Linked DNA regions of Sus scrofa: region 1 is linked to region 2. Evidence: chromatin contacts called from public Hi-C data. All regions are on one chromosome and are shown on one strand. The core of a region is the stretch at or near the end of the contact, and the rest is flanking DNA. Distances in the headings are between cores, read along the strand shown.

Region 1 (7,010 bases), core at 2,385-4,884, 140 kb after region 2:
CAAAATAAAATAAAGTTTAGGAGTTCCCGTCGTGGTGCAGCGGAAACGAATCCAACTAGGAACCATGAGGTTGCAGATTCCATCCCTGGCCTTGATCAGTGGGTTAAGGATCCGGTGTTGCTGTGGCTGTGGCGTAGGCTGGCCGCTACAGCGCCAATTAGACCCCTAGCCTGGGAACCTCAATGTGCCGCACCCAGTGTGGCCCTAAAAAGGACAAAAGGACAAAAATTAAAGTTTGGAAGTTCCCATTGTGGGTGAGCTGGTTAAGAACCCGACTAGTATCCATGAGGATGCAGGTTCAATCCCTGGCCTTGCTCACAGGGCTAAGGATCTGGTGTAAGCCGCAGACTTGTCCAGATATGGTTGCTGTGGTAGGTAGGTAGGCAGCTGCAGCTGATTTGACCTGTAGCCTGGGAACTTCCATATGCTGCAGGTACAGCCCTACAAAAAAAAAAAAAAAAAAAAAAAAAAAATTGGAGTTCCCATTGTGGCGCAGTGAAAACAAATCTGGCTAATATCCATGAGGATTTGGGTTTGATCCCTGGCCTCACTCAGTGGGTCAGAGATCAGGGGTTGCCATGAGCTATGGTATAGGTCACAGACGTGGCTCTAATCCTGCATTGCTGTGGCTGTGGTGTAGGCTGGCAGCTGTAGGTCTGATTTGACTACTAATCTGGGAATTTCCATATGCAAAAAAAAAAGTTTATATTGCCTTCTGTCAGAAAAGCAATATATGTTTCCTAAATTGGAATCACTTAGATTTATCTCAATGGAAAAGAGGCTTCAATGACTTCCTAGGCAAGGACTTGTCTAACGTTTACTGTTCAGGAATCCATGGGAATCATAAGAGCTGGAGCCCAGTTACTCTGAGCTTTGCTGAGAGTACACTCAGGTCTTTAGCCATAGGTCAATGTCAGTAGAAAGTGAGGAACCAGCATCCGCGATCTGCTTCTTCTATGCTGGGCTCTCTTTTTTATGACTGCCTATAGCCTGCACCTGTACACCGTTCAGCCAGCTCTGTTGCTGGCTCATGTGTGTGAGTCTTGTCTTCCCAACCTTGATGTCTGCCTCTGGGGGCAGGGACCATGTCTTACACTCCTTTTTCTCCCAAAGTGTCCAGCTGATCAGCTGAGCCCTAGGATCATTTTTTTTTTTTTTTTTTTTATCTTTTTCGGGCTGCACCCATGGCATATGGAAGTTCCCAGGCTAGGGGTCTAATCAGAGCTGCAGTTGCCTGCCTACACCACAGCCACAGCAACACCAGATTGGAGCCATTTCTATGACCTACACCACAGCTCAGGGCAACGCCAGATCCTTAACCCACTGATCAAGGCCAGGAATTGAACCCATAACCTCATGGATACTAGTCGGGTTTGTTACCGCTGAGCCGCAGTGGGAACTCACGTTATTTTTAATGTATGTTTTAATTATCTTTAAAATTGTATTTGCCAAGTAAATTTTATTTGGTTTAGAACAAAGCTTGGGTTAAAATTTCTGCCATGGAATATCGGCACTTCTTTTAAGTTTGCCATTTTTCACTGGTCTGTTTTTTTTCACACCCAGGCTTTGCACTGCTAGCATAGTACACACATGCTTTGTTCACTTAAATACCAGGCAGAAGACAGGTAACCCTGCTTTGCCCATGCTTACATCACAGCAAAATGGTCAACTGTGCAATAACTGGAAAATTATCACGGTAATATCATATAAATAATTTCGCATTTATTTATGTGTATGATAAAGAATGAGATGAGATTTGAATCCTTACTAGTACCCAGTGGCTGTCAGTAAATGCTAGTTGCTGTCCTCTCCCTTTGGAAGGAAATAATTAGGCTTATGAATTTAAAAGGGAGACCAGTTTAAAGAAGTTCGGGTATATTCACAGAGATGGCAGGAATTTTATTCCAGGGTTTGTTCTAAACCTTTTAACTAGCTGGAGTAAAGAATATTCTTACCCAGGAGTTTCCTGCCGTGGTTCAGTGGTAACGAACCTGACTAGTATCCGTGAGGATGCAGGTTGATCCCTGGCCTCACTCAGTGGGTTAAGGATCAGCATTGCCATGAGCTGTGGTGTAGGTTGCAAATGAGGCTTGGATCCCGTGTTGTTGTGGCTGTGGTGTAGGCCGGCAGCTGTAGCTCTGATTTGACCCCTAGCCTGGGAACCTCCATATGCCACAGGTGCAGCCCTCAAAAGCAAAAAAAGAAAAAGAATACTGTCACACTTATTTCAGATGTGCAGAGATTTGTTGTGTTATAAGATTAAAATGCAGATTTATTTTAAAAAGCTATCTATGTTATTCTTGGTGTTATGTATTTTCTCTTCGGGGTACTTAAAGTGCAACCATGAGGGAAAAGGGATCCCCCTAAATTAAAAAGTGATCCTCACATTTTTAAAAAAACCCTGGAGGAGTTACTTCTTAATGATTAGAGTTTCTTTTTGGGGTGACGAAAAAGTTTTAGAAAGGGCTGGTGGTGATGGCCACATAACATTGTGAATATAATTAATGCCACTGAATCAGACACTTAAAAATGACTAAAATCGGAGTTCCCTAGTGGCCTAGCAGGTTAAGAATCTGGCATTGTCACTGCTGTCATGCATGTTTGATCCCAGGCCCGGGAATTTTTGTATGCTGCAGGCACAGCGAAAAAAACAAAAGGCTTAAACGACAAAAGTTATTTTATGTATATTTTACCACAATAAAGAATGATAAAGGCGTTCCCATTGTGGCTCAGTGGTTAACGAACCCGACTAGCATTCATGAGGACGCGGGTTTCATCCCTGGCCTTGCTCAGTGGGTTAAGGATCCGGCATTGCTGTGAGCTGTGGTTTAGGTCTCAGAGGTGGCTCGGATCTTGTGTTGCTGTGGCTGTGGTATAGGCCAGCAGCTACAGCTCTGGTTCAGCCCTTGGGCTGGGAACCTAGATGTGTGCAGCCCTAAAAAGCGCCCCCCCCCCAGAAAAAAGAACTTCTTAACAATGTCCAAATTTTTTCATCTTTCACTTCATTCAATATTGAACGCCTGATACATGCCTCAGTGGGCGTAAGAGGAGGAAGAATCAGGACAGTGATGTGACTGTAAAGAGAACTGAACAGCAAGGCAAGTTCAGTAATCAGCCCTTCAGAGTTACCCTGTGGCACAGTGGGTTAAGGATCCCCCGTTGTCACTGCAGCAGCTCAGGTTGCTGCTGTGTTTCAGGTTCCATCCCTGGCCCAGGAACTTCCACTTGCTGTGGATGTAGCCAAAAAGAAAAGAAAAGTAATGGGCATTTCACTCATCTCGCTTTATCATCATGACAGCTCTGTAAGGAAGGCATTATGGTTGCTTCCGTTGTCTGCTGGGGAGGTTTGGATGAAACAACTTGTCAAGGCTGGTGAAGAGTGGAGCCAGAAGCTCTTAGCAGATGTCCTGTTCTGTCACTTGACATCCTTCATGTTTTCAGACTATAACCTGCCTATTGAATACAGACTTAACTTCCGATTCTACTTCTGGTTTAGCAAAGAGAACATTAGCAGGACAGCATGGTTCAAATACAGCTCCCCCTTCAAATCTCTAGTGGGTCTTTGCACTGAAACCTGATGCTGACTGTACTGGGGATTCTTTCACTTCCTCTCCAAATCTGTGCTGTCTTCCGGCTTGTACTCTTGCTAGAAGGCAGGGCTTGAGAGGAGACCCCTGTTTTGTCATCTCCAGCCCAAGACAGGAAGTTTACACAGAGCAAAACCATTTGCTAGAACTGGTTTTGATCTTTACTGAAGTTGCCGTTAGAGTTGGAGATACTGTGGGTCAGGATTCTGTTGCACTAAGAGAAAGATATAAAAATCTCTCTCCGACATGTGAATGTCTTCCTTTCCCACCCCCTTGCCAGGAGCGCCGGAAAAGGATCCCAGCCGATTTCAGACATTGGTTATCCGTGTGAAGCCCAGTGATCGAGAAGGAAATCTGGTCATAACCAGCTTTTGGTGGAGAAAAAAGGACCCCGGGGAGCTGTGAGACCTGGACATCTCCCCAGGGCCAGCTTGTTTGGAGAGCCTCTGTCTTGCTGGTAGCTGCTGGACTAGGGCCTGGGCCCGAGAAGTTTGCTCTCTGGTGCTTTCTCTGGCGCCTGGAGAGCTGTCATGAAGAGAAGCTCCTGGACCTTAATAGACGTGGATCTTGGTTGATGTCTTTATGGGGAAGCTGGCAAGGTGGGGGCTGTTGTCCTTCCAGTGCCACGGATCATAACTGAGGTGAGTTGTTTTTTCCTAAAGTTCATACTGAGAATCTTGACTCTTTTTTGGTGTGTGCTTTCACAAGTGGGTTGGTTAAATTGGCACATCTCATGCTGGACCATAAGTATGAATCACCTGGAGATCTTGTTAAAAGGCAGCAGAATTCAGGAGGTGTGGGGTGGGCCTGGGGTTCTGCATTTCTGATGAGTTCCAAGGTGACCTCGGTGCTGCAGGTCCGTGACACGCGAGTAACAAGGGCTTAAACCCTCTGGGTTTATGGCTTTATGGGGGGGAAGGGGGCAGGGGATGCTGGCAGAATGAAGGTATTTGGCTGGGCACATGATTTATGTAGTGAGCCTGGGAGAAAAATCAGACGTCATCCCTGCCCTGGTTGTACCTCCTGTGATGGATCATCTTGGAGTTTGGGGTTTGTGTTAACTAGTTCCTAGTTGTGGTAAGCCGCGTCTCGCACGTGAAGAGGATGTCGGGCTGCTCTTAGATCGCGTGGGCCACTTGGAGCGGAGCCAGAAGTATTTTCATCATGTGGGGGGTTAAGGAGCCGTTCATGCCTCAGCTTGAACACAGCTAGTGTAGCCGTGGTCACTTGAACATTTCCGCTTCAGGTGAAAATTATGCATCTAGAAAAATAGCTGGTGTCTGCCTCCTGCCATTTGGGGAAAGATTGTGAGGCATGTGACTCTAAGACACGATTGAAAGTCAGTTCAAGTGAGGAAGGTAGGCCGTCTGTTTACCTTGTGGAAAGAGGGCCGAGAGAGTGCTGCTCTTTCACTTGAGTACGTCCCTGTTCTAGATGCTCCCTGTTTTTCTGAAAGCCACTTTTAATCCAAAAGCGACAAGCAAAGAGGGAAAAAATAAAAGAGTGATGGGAAGTGTATCTGTTCTGTGGGAAAAAACAGCCACGGGAGGAGAAAGGGAGAAGGAGGAGAGAGGTGGCCCAGGAAGTCACAGCTTTGCAAAATGAATAAAAGAAGCCGCAGCCTGATGGGATTCATCAGGCATGGGAGTTTTTCTACAAAAGTAGCTTGTGTCTTCCTCAGCTAGAGCCATGTGCTTGGGACAGAATAAGTCAATTAAAAATTGGGTTGTTTTGGAGTTCCCATCGTGGTGCAACAGAAACGAATCTGATTGAACCTGAGGTTGCAGGTTCAATCTCTGGCCTTGCTCAGTGGGTTAAGGATCTGGCGTTGCTGTGGCTGTGGCGTAGGCCGGTGGCTACAGCTCCGATTAGACCCCTAGCCTGGGAACCTCCATATGCTGTGGGTGCAGCCCTAAAAAGCAAAAATAAATAAATAATAAAAAATAAAAATTGTGTTGTCTCAGTGAACGTACTGAAACTATTTGTGGCTGAGTCAAGGACAATCAGTAATCAAAGGTCAGTGGTGTCAACGAGCCTGGTGAGGCCTTGGGTGAACCCTTTCAGCCATCCCAGACAGAGGGGAGTTCCTTCTGTTTGAAATAAACTTCATATAACATTCTTTTCTGTCATGGAGGATAATAGAGGTGTTACTTAAAATTTTAACAACCTGGAGTTCCTGCTGTGGCGCAGCGGGATCGGTGGCATCGCTGCAGTGCCGGAATACGGGTTCGATCCCTGGCCCAGCACAGTGGGTTAAAGGATCTGGTGTTGCTGAAGCTGCAGTGTAGGTCACAACTGCAGCTGGATCTGATCCCTGGCCCAGGAACTCCATATGCCCTGGGGCAGCCAAAAAAGAAAAAAAAATTTAACAACCGATGTGGCACAAACACTGACCGGTCAGAACAGAAGCTACTGTAAATAGCCCGCGTAACAGCAAACTCCTGGTGGGCTGTAAGAAGTGCTCGGGGCTGAATGTCAGCCTAAACCGTCTCAGGTTTTCATGAACCTTTGTAGGAGCAGAAACCGTAAAGTACAGATGACATGTCATCACATCATCGTATTCCTCTCACTGAAGTCAGCGCTTGGGCCCCTTCTCTCAGGTGAGGCCACTTCGCTGTCTTTTCAGGCCCAGAGCATCCCCTCCTTCTGGCTGTGTAGCTTCTGCAGCCTTCCCTCGAGTTCTCTTACATCACTGCAGGTGACTCGGAATCCTACCTGAGTAGAAGGGCAAATGCGTGTATTCTTTAGAAAAGAATTACAGCAGAAACTGGAACGGTCAACCACTCCATCCTTGCGTGCAAAGCATCGTGACCCTGCTTGATTTTTCTCCCTCATCAAGGGGTACAGGTCAAGAGGAGTATTATTTTAACCCGTCAGTGAAGCACCTGAGGCTCTGGTTAAGCAGCCTGTGAAATGTCAGACTGCTAGTTAGCCGGGTTTAAGTTGCCTGTTTGCGCTAAGTTCAGGTTTCTCCTGTACTTTTCTTCATCCTCTCAAGCATCCTCCTCAGACCTGTGACAACCCTTACTGTTCTCTTCTGGCATTTGTTTGCTTTTTATGTCAAAGTTTGAAACCTTTGTGCATTAAAAAGGATCCTAATTCTGTTTCTTTGGGCAGCATTATTCACGCGTTCGTCATAACCTTTGCATCCATTAAGGCCTTTACTCCCCAAGAATAAATATTTGAGAGCGGGGTTTCTCAAGCTTTGTTATGATTAAAAATCTCCTACGGAGGAGTTTCCTGATGGCCTAGTAGTTAAGGATCCAGCGTTGTCACAGCTGTGGTGTGGGTTTCCATCTGTGACCCGGGAACTTTTATATGCTGTGGGAATGGCGAAAAAAAAAAAAAATCACCTGAGGAACTTACTAAAACTCAGATTTCTGGGCCCCTCTCCAGCAGTCTGATTCAGTAGGCCAGGGCCCA
Region 2 (7,054 bases), core at 2,585-5,084:
TTTTTTCGTCTTTTTGCCATTTCTTGGGCCACTTCCACGGCATATGGGAGGTTCCCAGGCTAGGGGTCTAATCAGAGCTGTAGACGCCGGCCTACGCCAGAGCCACAGCAACGTGGGATCTGAGCCGAGTCTGTGACCTACACCACAGCTCACGGCAACACCGGGTCCTTAACCTACTGAGCAAGGGCAGGGACTGAGCCCACAACCTCATGGTTCCTAGTCGGGTTCGTTAACCAATGCGCCATGATGGGAACTCCCGAGGTTTTTCTTGTTTCCTGAGGTAACCTTCTTTCGCTATAAAATTGCCTCTTAGAACTGCTTTTGCTGCATAGGCTTCAGACAATAATGATTTAGTGTTCATTTATCTCTAGGTATTTTTTTAAGTTTGCTCTTTGATTTCTTCAGATCCATTGTTTATTTAGTGGGATATTGTTTAGCCTCCACGTGTTTGTGTTTTTTGCAGTTTTTTTTTTTTTTTTTTTCTTGTTGGCTTCTAGCTTCATAGCATTATGATTAGAAAAGGTGCTTGATATGACTTTAGTGTTCTTTAATTTACTGAGGCTTGCTTTGTGGCCCAGCAAGTGACCTATCTGGAAGAATGTTCCATGTGAACTCAAAAAGAATATGTATTCTGCTGCTTTTTGATGGAATGCTCTATAAATATCAAGTGCATCTGGTCTAGTGTGACATTTAAGGATTGTGTTTCCTTATTAATTTTCTGTGTGAATGATCTGTCCATTGAAGTGAGTAGGATTTTAAAGTCCCCCACTGTTATGTCAATTTCTCCTTTTATGTATGTTAACACTTGCCTTATATATTGAGGTAACCCTATATTGGGTGAACATATATTTACAATTGTTATATCTTCGTCTTGGGTGCATTCTTTGATCATTATGTAGTCTCCTTCTTTGTCTTTTGTAACAGTATTTATTTCAAAGTCTATTTTGATATAAGTACTGCTACTCAAGCTTTCTTTTGATTTCTATTTGCATGAAATATCTTTTTCCATCTCCTCACTTGTCATCTGTATGTGTCTCTAGAACTGAAGTGAATCTCTTCTGGCAGGACACATACAAGTCTTGTTTTGCGTCCACTGTATCCAGTCTGGGTCTTTTGCTTGGAACATTTAGTCCATTCACGTTTAAGGTAATTATTGATAAGTATGCTTCCACTGCCATTTTGTTAATCGTTTTGGATTGGGTTTTGCAGGTCTTTTTTCCCCTGCCTTCTTTTGTTCTCTTCTCTTGTGATTTGATCTTTAGCATTATGTTTGGATTCCTTTCTCTTTTTGGTGTGTTTATCTATTAAAGATTTTTGTCTTGAAATTACCACGAGATCTTTTTTTAATAGAAGTCTCTATTTATATGTGCTTGCTTTAAGTTGCTGATCTCTTAATTTCAAATGTATTTTAGACACACTCACAATTACTGTTTTTCATATTATATTATACTACCCTGGGACTGGCTTGTCCCAAGCAGTTGGGTGGTAAAAGGGGAGTGAACTGCTGGAATGCACAGGATATCTCCTTTTGGCGAGGGCCACTTCGCCAAAGTTGAGAACCATAACCAACCTACCATATACATAAAACAGCATAAATAGCAATTTAGACAATATGAAGCAACAGAGGAATATGTTTCAAATGAGGAAACAAGATAAAACCTCAGAAGAGGAACTAAGTGACATGGAGAAAAGCAACCTACCCAACAAAGAGCTCGCAGTAATGATCCCAAAGATGATCAAAGAACTCAGGAGGGATGGATGCATAGAGCAAGGAATGAGAAGTGGTCTGTCAATTCTTGATCTCATCTCCACTCTTTTCCTCTGCTCTCCCTCAGCCGCCCAGGCCTTGAATCAGGGTTTCTTTCTTTCTTTTCTTTTCTTTTTTTTTTTTTTGTATTTTTGCCTTTTCTAGGGCTGCACCTGTGGCATATAGAGGTTCCCAGGCTAGGGGGTCTAATCGGAGCTGTAGCCACCAGCCTACGCCACAGCCACAGCCACGCCGGATCCGAGCCTCGTCTGTGACCTCAGGGCAACGCTGGATCCTTAACCCACTGAGCGAAGCCAGGGATCAAACCCACAGCCTCATGGTTCCTAGTCAGATTTGTTAACCACTGAGCCATGACGGGAACTCCACTGAATCAGGGTTTCTAAATGGATGCAGTTGATATTTTACATCAGATAATTCTTCGTTGTGCAGGTCAGTCTTGTGCATGGTAGGATGTTTAGCAGCATCCCTGGCCTCTAGCCACCAGATGGCAGTAGCAGCCACCCTAATGCATATTCCCCTCCTCAGAACAAACTAAAAGGACCACACACAGACAGTGCCAAATGTTTCCGGGGGCGGGGGGAGGGGGACCATCCTAATTTAAAACTTTCTGCCTCAAATACACATGATATCCTGTACTTTGAAATCATCAATAATCGTTCCACCTACTAAATTTCTGTTAGAAACATTTTCCTCTGTAATCGTCATATACCGTCTTTCCAATTCATTTACTTTAGAGTAGAATTCCCAGTCTAACTTTAAAAAAAAATTTCTTTTTTGTCTTTTGTCTTTCTGGGCCTGCACCCGCGGCCTATGGAGGTTCCCAGGCTAGGGGTCCAATGAGAGCAGTAGCCACCGGCCTACGCCAGAACCATAGCAACCCAGGATCCAAGCTGCGGCTGTGACCTACATCACAGCTCACGGCAATGCTGGATCCTTAACCCACGGAGCGAGGCCAGAGACTGAACCCGCCGCCTCATGGTTCCTAGTCAGATTCGTTGCTGCTGCGCCACGGTGACAGGAACTCCCCCAGAGAACTCTTAAGCCCTTTCCACCATGTGAGGAACACTGAGAAGACAGCTATCTACAAATCAGAAAGCAGGACCTCATCATTCATCAAACACGCTGGCATCTTCATTCTGGACTTCCTAGCCTCCAAACACTGTGAGAAATAAATTTCTGTTTATAACCCATCAAATCCATAGTGTCTTGTTATAGCAGCCTGAGCAGACTAGAACACGTTATAGCTGAACCCACTCCGAAGTTCTTTGAGGCCCCTGGGCTCTCCAATCCATTGACCATAGTTTGTTCATTATTCGTCACCCTCCTCATGTCGTTCTTACCCAGCTTAGATTCTGTGGCCCTTTGCAAATACCTCTAAGTCTTCTGCCCCTTTCCTATCGTATTTACCCAGCAAAAATCCATGTGTAATTAACCTCAGCTCCGAACTACGCCAAGGGAATCCAAGCAGCTTGACATCAAAGGGAAAAAAACCAAACAACTAGGCTTGACTGATTGCACCATAAGTCTCCAACCCCCAGTTTCAAATGGGCACTCTCTCCCGTCCGGGAATCTCCCCCAGTGTTTTCTCTCTCACGCAGAGACACTACGGCTCCTCTTCCTTTTACTCCTCAATCTGTACCAGTTCTCCTCCACATCGTTCACTTTCAGATGAGGACCGTGCCTTGGGCATCACTGAGAAAACCGAAGCAACCCAGCAAGAGCTGACCAGGTTCCCACAGTCTGCCTCCCCTCGCTCCCCTGTTCCCCAGAACTGAATGAGCATTTCTGTCCGAAGCCCTCCCTTCTACGCTGGACCTCGCTCCCTTTTCTCTGACTCTGCCACGATTCACTCTTTCTCATGCATCATTGCTTTGCTCTCCTGCGTCGGATCCTTCTCCCTGGCATACGGACATGCCTTCAGACCGCCTCTCTAAACACCCACAAAACCCTCCCACGGTCCTCTCCTCCCCGCACAACAGAACTGCTCGGAGCTGTCACAGTCCTTGTGGCCTCTTACCCCGCTCTAGTCTCGGCCGTCGCCCTCAGGCAGGTGGCACCCTCTCTCCCCCGTGATGACTCAGCCTTGACAAAACAATAGCAAGCTCTGGGCTTGTCTCACTTGACCTCTCTGCAGGAGGTCAAAGGTTTGGCTACTTCCTCTTTCTAGAACACAGTCATCTCCTGTCTCCACGCGCCACCCTCTCCTGGTTTTCCCCCACCGCAGAAACTGGTGCTTCTCGGTTCTTCTCCTGACCCCTCCTCACTGTCTGGCCTCCTAGTGGAGAAGTCCCTCAAGGATTCTGTCCCTTTTCTCTTCTCCTTTCTACTCGCACTCTAGGTAAGGTGACTCTCTATCCAGGACCCTGACTTCAAATACCATCTGAAGTTTATTTATTTCATTTGGGTTTTTTTGGCTGCGCCCGTGGCACACGGAAATTCCCAGGCCAGGGATCAAACCTGAGCCACAGCAGCAACCCGAGCCACAGCAGTGACAACACCAGATCCTTAAGCCGCTGCGTCACCATGCTGAATAACCACAGGTGTGCATTCCAGTGCTAGCCCTGGATCCAGATTTGGACACGCAACTAAAACTCTGGATCTCTTCTCCAAAGTCTTCTCCCACGTGGCTCCGCCTCACACAGCTCTTCACCCTTCCGGACTATGCTCTGCCAGACTGGCTCCCCTTCTGCCCCTCCCGCACGCTACACTTCTTCTTGCCCCAGGGCCTTTCTCTGTGCGGTTCCCTCCACCTGGAACACTCTTTCTCTGGATCACGGCCAAGATCTCAGCTCAAATGTCACCGCCTCCAGGACGTCTTCCTTGACTGACGTTTCTAAAGGCGCCCACCTCATCAGTCTCAAATGGTTCCTTTTTTGTCTTTGGAGCACTCGCCACACTCTAATACAATCGTATTTATTTTGCATTTTGTGTTTCTTGCCTGTCTTTCCATATAGAATCCAAATGTCATGAATGAAGATAAGCTTGAGGGTATTAGTCACGTTACCACAAGCACCCTGAGCAGAGCCTGAGACAGGAGGCCTTTGCTGACGTGCTGCCTGTAAGAGAGCAACCAAGCACAGTCTCCTGACTCTCCCCAGAGCCCAGAGACCTTGGCTTCTGACCATCTTCTGTCCCAGGGCACACGGTAAGAGTCCATATGGATGTCAAGTTTAAAACATTCCCAATAATAGAAGAAAGTTCAAATTACAAAAATAAGTATGTATACTTTTGTCTCCCTACAAACATTTCGGAAGTCACCCAGAAATATAAAAATAAAATCCTCTCTGTTAATAATTAAGAGGGCACTAGAACATGGTGGGTAATGGGGTGAGCTTTGGAGCTGGATTGCTGAGGTCTGAAACCAGCTCTGCTGCTTCTTAGCAGTGAAACTCTGGGTGAGTCCACCTCCCTGAGACGTAGTGTTTTTTCTGTAAAATGCAGAATTTAATGGCAATTGGAGCTGACACGAGGATTAAATGTGTTGATTCATTTAGAGGACTTTGGTGGCTTCTCACCGGCAACCACCACTAATCATTATTATCATCACCATCGGTATCGGTTAGGAAGCCAAACGAGGAAGTGAGTGAGAATCACAAGCTCACCTGCACCTCTGCGGCGGCCTAAGCCACCGCAGTGCCAGTGCTGGATCCTTGCCTCACGTGCAACAGCAGGAACTTCTGTGTTTTATTATTATTATTATTATTTTGTCTTTTTGCCATTTCTTGGGCCGCTCCCGCGGCATATGGAGGTTCCCAGGCTAGGGGTCGAATCGGAGCTGTAGCCACTGGCCTCCGCCAGAGCCACAGCAACACAAGATCCGAGCCACCTCTGAGACCTGCACCACAGCTCACGGCAACACCAGATCCTTAACCCACTGAGCGAGGCCAGCGATCGAACCCACAACCTCACGGTTCCTAGTCGGATTCGTTAACCACTGCGCCACAATGGGAACTCCAGGAATTTCTGCTTTTAAGGAAGCATTCTAACAAAGGAGCTTACTGTTTTAGTAAAAACTTTGAATATATATAAATGATACAATGTTTCAAGTACTGCTATGAAATCTAGCAGAAAAAAATGATTTTTAAAATAAACAGAATATGTCATAGATACCTGGCAAGTTGTCACAAAATCAGCATATGTTCCAGCAAAAATGTGTTTGACTTGACTGTCTGCAAGATCTAAAAGAAAGTCATAAATCCACGATTATTGATTTTATTTTTTATTTTTTTTTTTTTTGTCTTTTTTGTCTTTTTTTTTTTTTTTTTTTTTGTTGTTGTTTTGTTGTTGTTGTTGCTATTTCTTGGGCCGCTCCCGCGGCATATGGAGGTTCCCAGGCTAGGGGTCTAATCGGAGCTGTAGCCTCCGGCCTTCGCCAGAGCCACAGCAACGCGGGATCCGAGCCACGTCTGCAACCTACATCACAGCTCACGGCAACGCCGGATTGTTAACCCACTGAGCAAGGGCAGGGACTGAACCCGCAACCTCATGGTTCCTAGTCGGATTCGTTAACCACTGCGCCACGACGGGAACTCCACGATTATTGATTTTAGAAGTAAAAACCAAATCTTTTGTTGTAAACCTAAAACTGCTCTAAATAAGTCTTTAAAATGTTTTCCTATATTACCAAGCTAAATTTACTTCTTTATTGGGGATCATAGTCTTCTAAATGGATTTTGACTATAAATAGCATAAAAGATGATTTTTGATCTGAGTATATGTCATATATTCACTTAAAATTTAATTTTTCACACACTTGCATAATGAAGCCAGGCTGATTTGCTTTAGAAAGGGTTTGATTAAATATATAAAAGTGTACTGTTCTGAAGCTTAGGTAACGATTTGGGTTCTTCCTTTGTATTACCTTAATCTTTAGAAAAGATTACCGAATCCTCTAGGAAGCACTGCACAAGGAAAAAACGCACAGTGCACAAACTGAAAATAACAGGACTAAAAGAACCACAGTTCTATGCACTCCTTTGAAAGGAAGCTAAATAATATTCCTCCTCCAGGGGTGTCAATTAACACAAAAGCACAAATTAGTGGGATCACTCATACCATCAGCAGAAATGAGGCAGCTAATGTCAAAGTCCTCTGCCAGAGCCTCTGGATGAAGTGAGCTGCCTGGGCAACTTGGTCCACGACCAAAAGACACCACCTGACCAGTGGTGTAGACATATGCAAGGGTGTGGTAACTGCAGAAGAGAGAATATATCATACGAATCGTGCTTTTGGAGAAAGGTGATGTCTCAACACAAACAGCAGATTTATCTTATACTAAGTACCCAG

Evidence for each region. Hi-C and Micro-C count contacts between places; a contact is called where the count stands out from the background.
Region 1: a contact with region 2 is called in a Hi-C map of blood, with 4 times the contacts expected there. The contact joins two enhancer-like sites. A contact is called at or near these places in 6 of 47 Hi-C or Micro-C datasets (blood, embryonic fibroblasts, heart right ventricle and 3 more) and 1 of 2 datasets of contacts at active chromatin or transcription factors (alveolar macrophages).

What each region holds. Positions count from the first base shown.
Region 1 is chr8:130,786,242-130,793,251 of Sscrofa11.1, forward strand. It overlaps LOC110261965 (junctophilin-2-like), which reads left to right. Exons shown (of 3, transcript XM_021100554.1): 3 at 3,868-4,228. The coding sequence ends at 3,992. Among named protein-coding and RNA genes, the nearest start is that of PPM1K, 42 kb to the left of the region's middle. Within about 2 kb of position 3,635, at least 14 of the 83 cell types and tissues checked have an H3K27ac peak or open chromatin away from gene starts, as enhancers often do. A contact at or near this core is called in retroperitoneal adipose tissue, where this site is marked.
Region 2 is chr8:130,642,632-130,649,685 of Sscrofa11.1, forward strand. HERC6 (probable E3 ubiquitin-protein ligase HERC6) reads right to left here. Exons shown (of 22, transcript XM_021100765.1): 7 at 6,824-6,960; 8 at 5,879-5,946. Among named protein-coding and RNA genes, the nearest start is that of HERC6, 19 kb to the right of the region's middle. Within about 2 kb of position 3,835, at least 16 of the 83 cell types and tissues checked have an H3K27ac peak or open chromatin away from gene starts, as enhancers often do. A contact at or near this core is called in retroperitoneal adipose tissue, where this site is marked.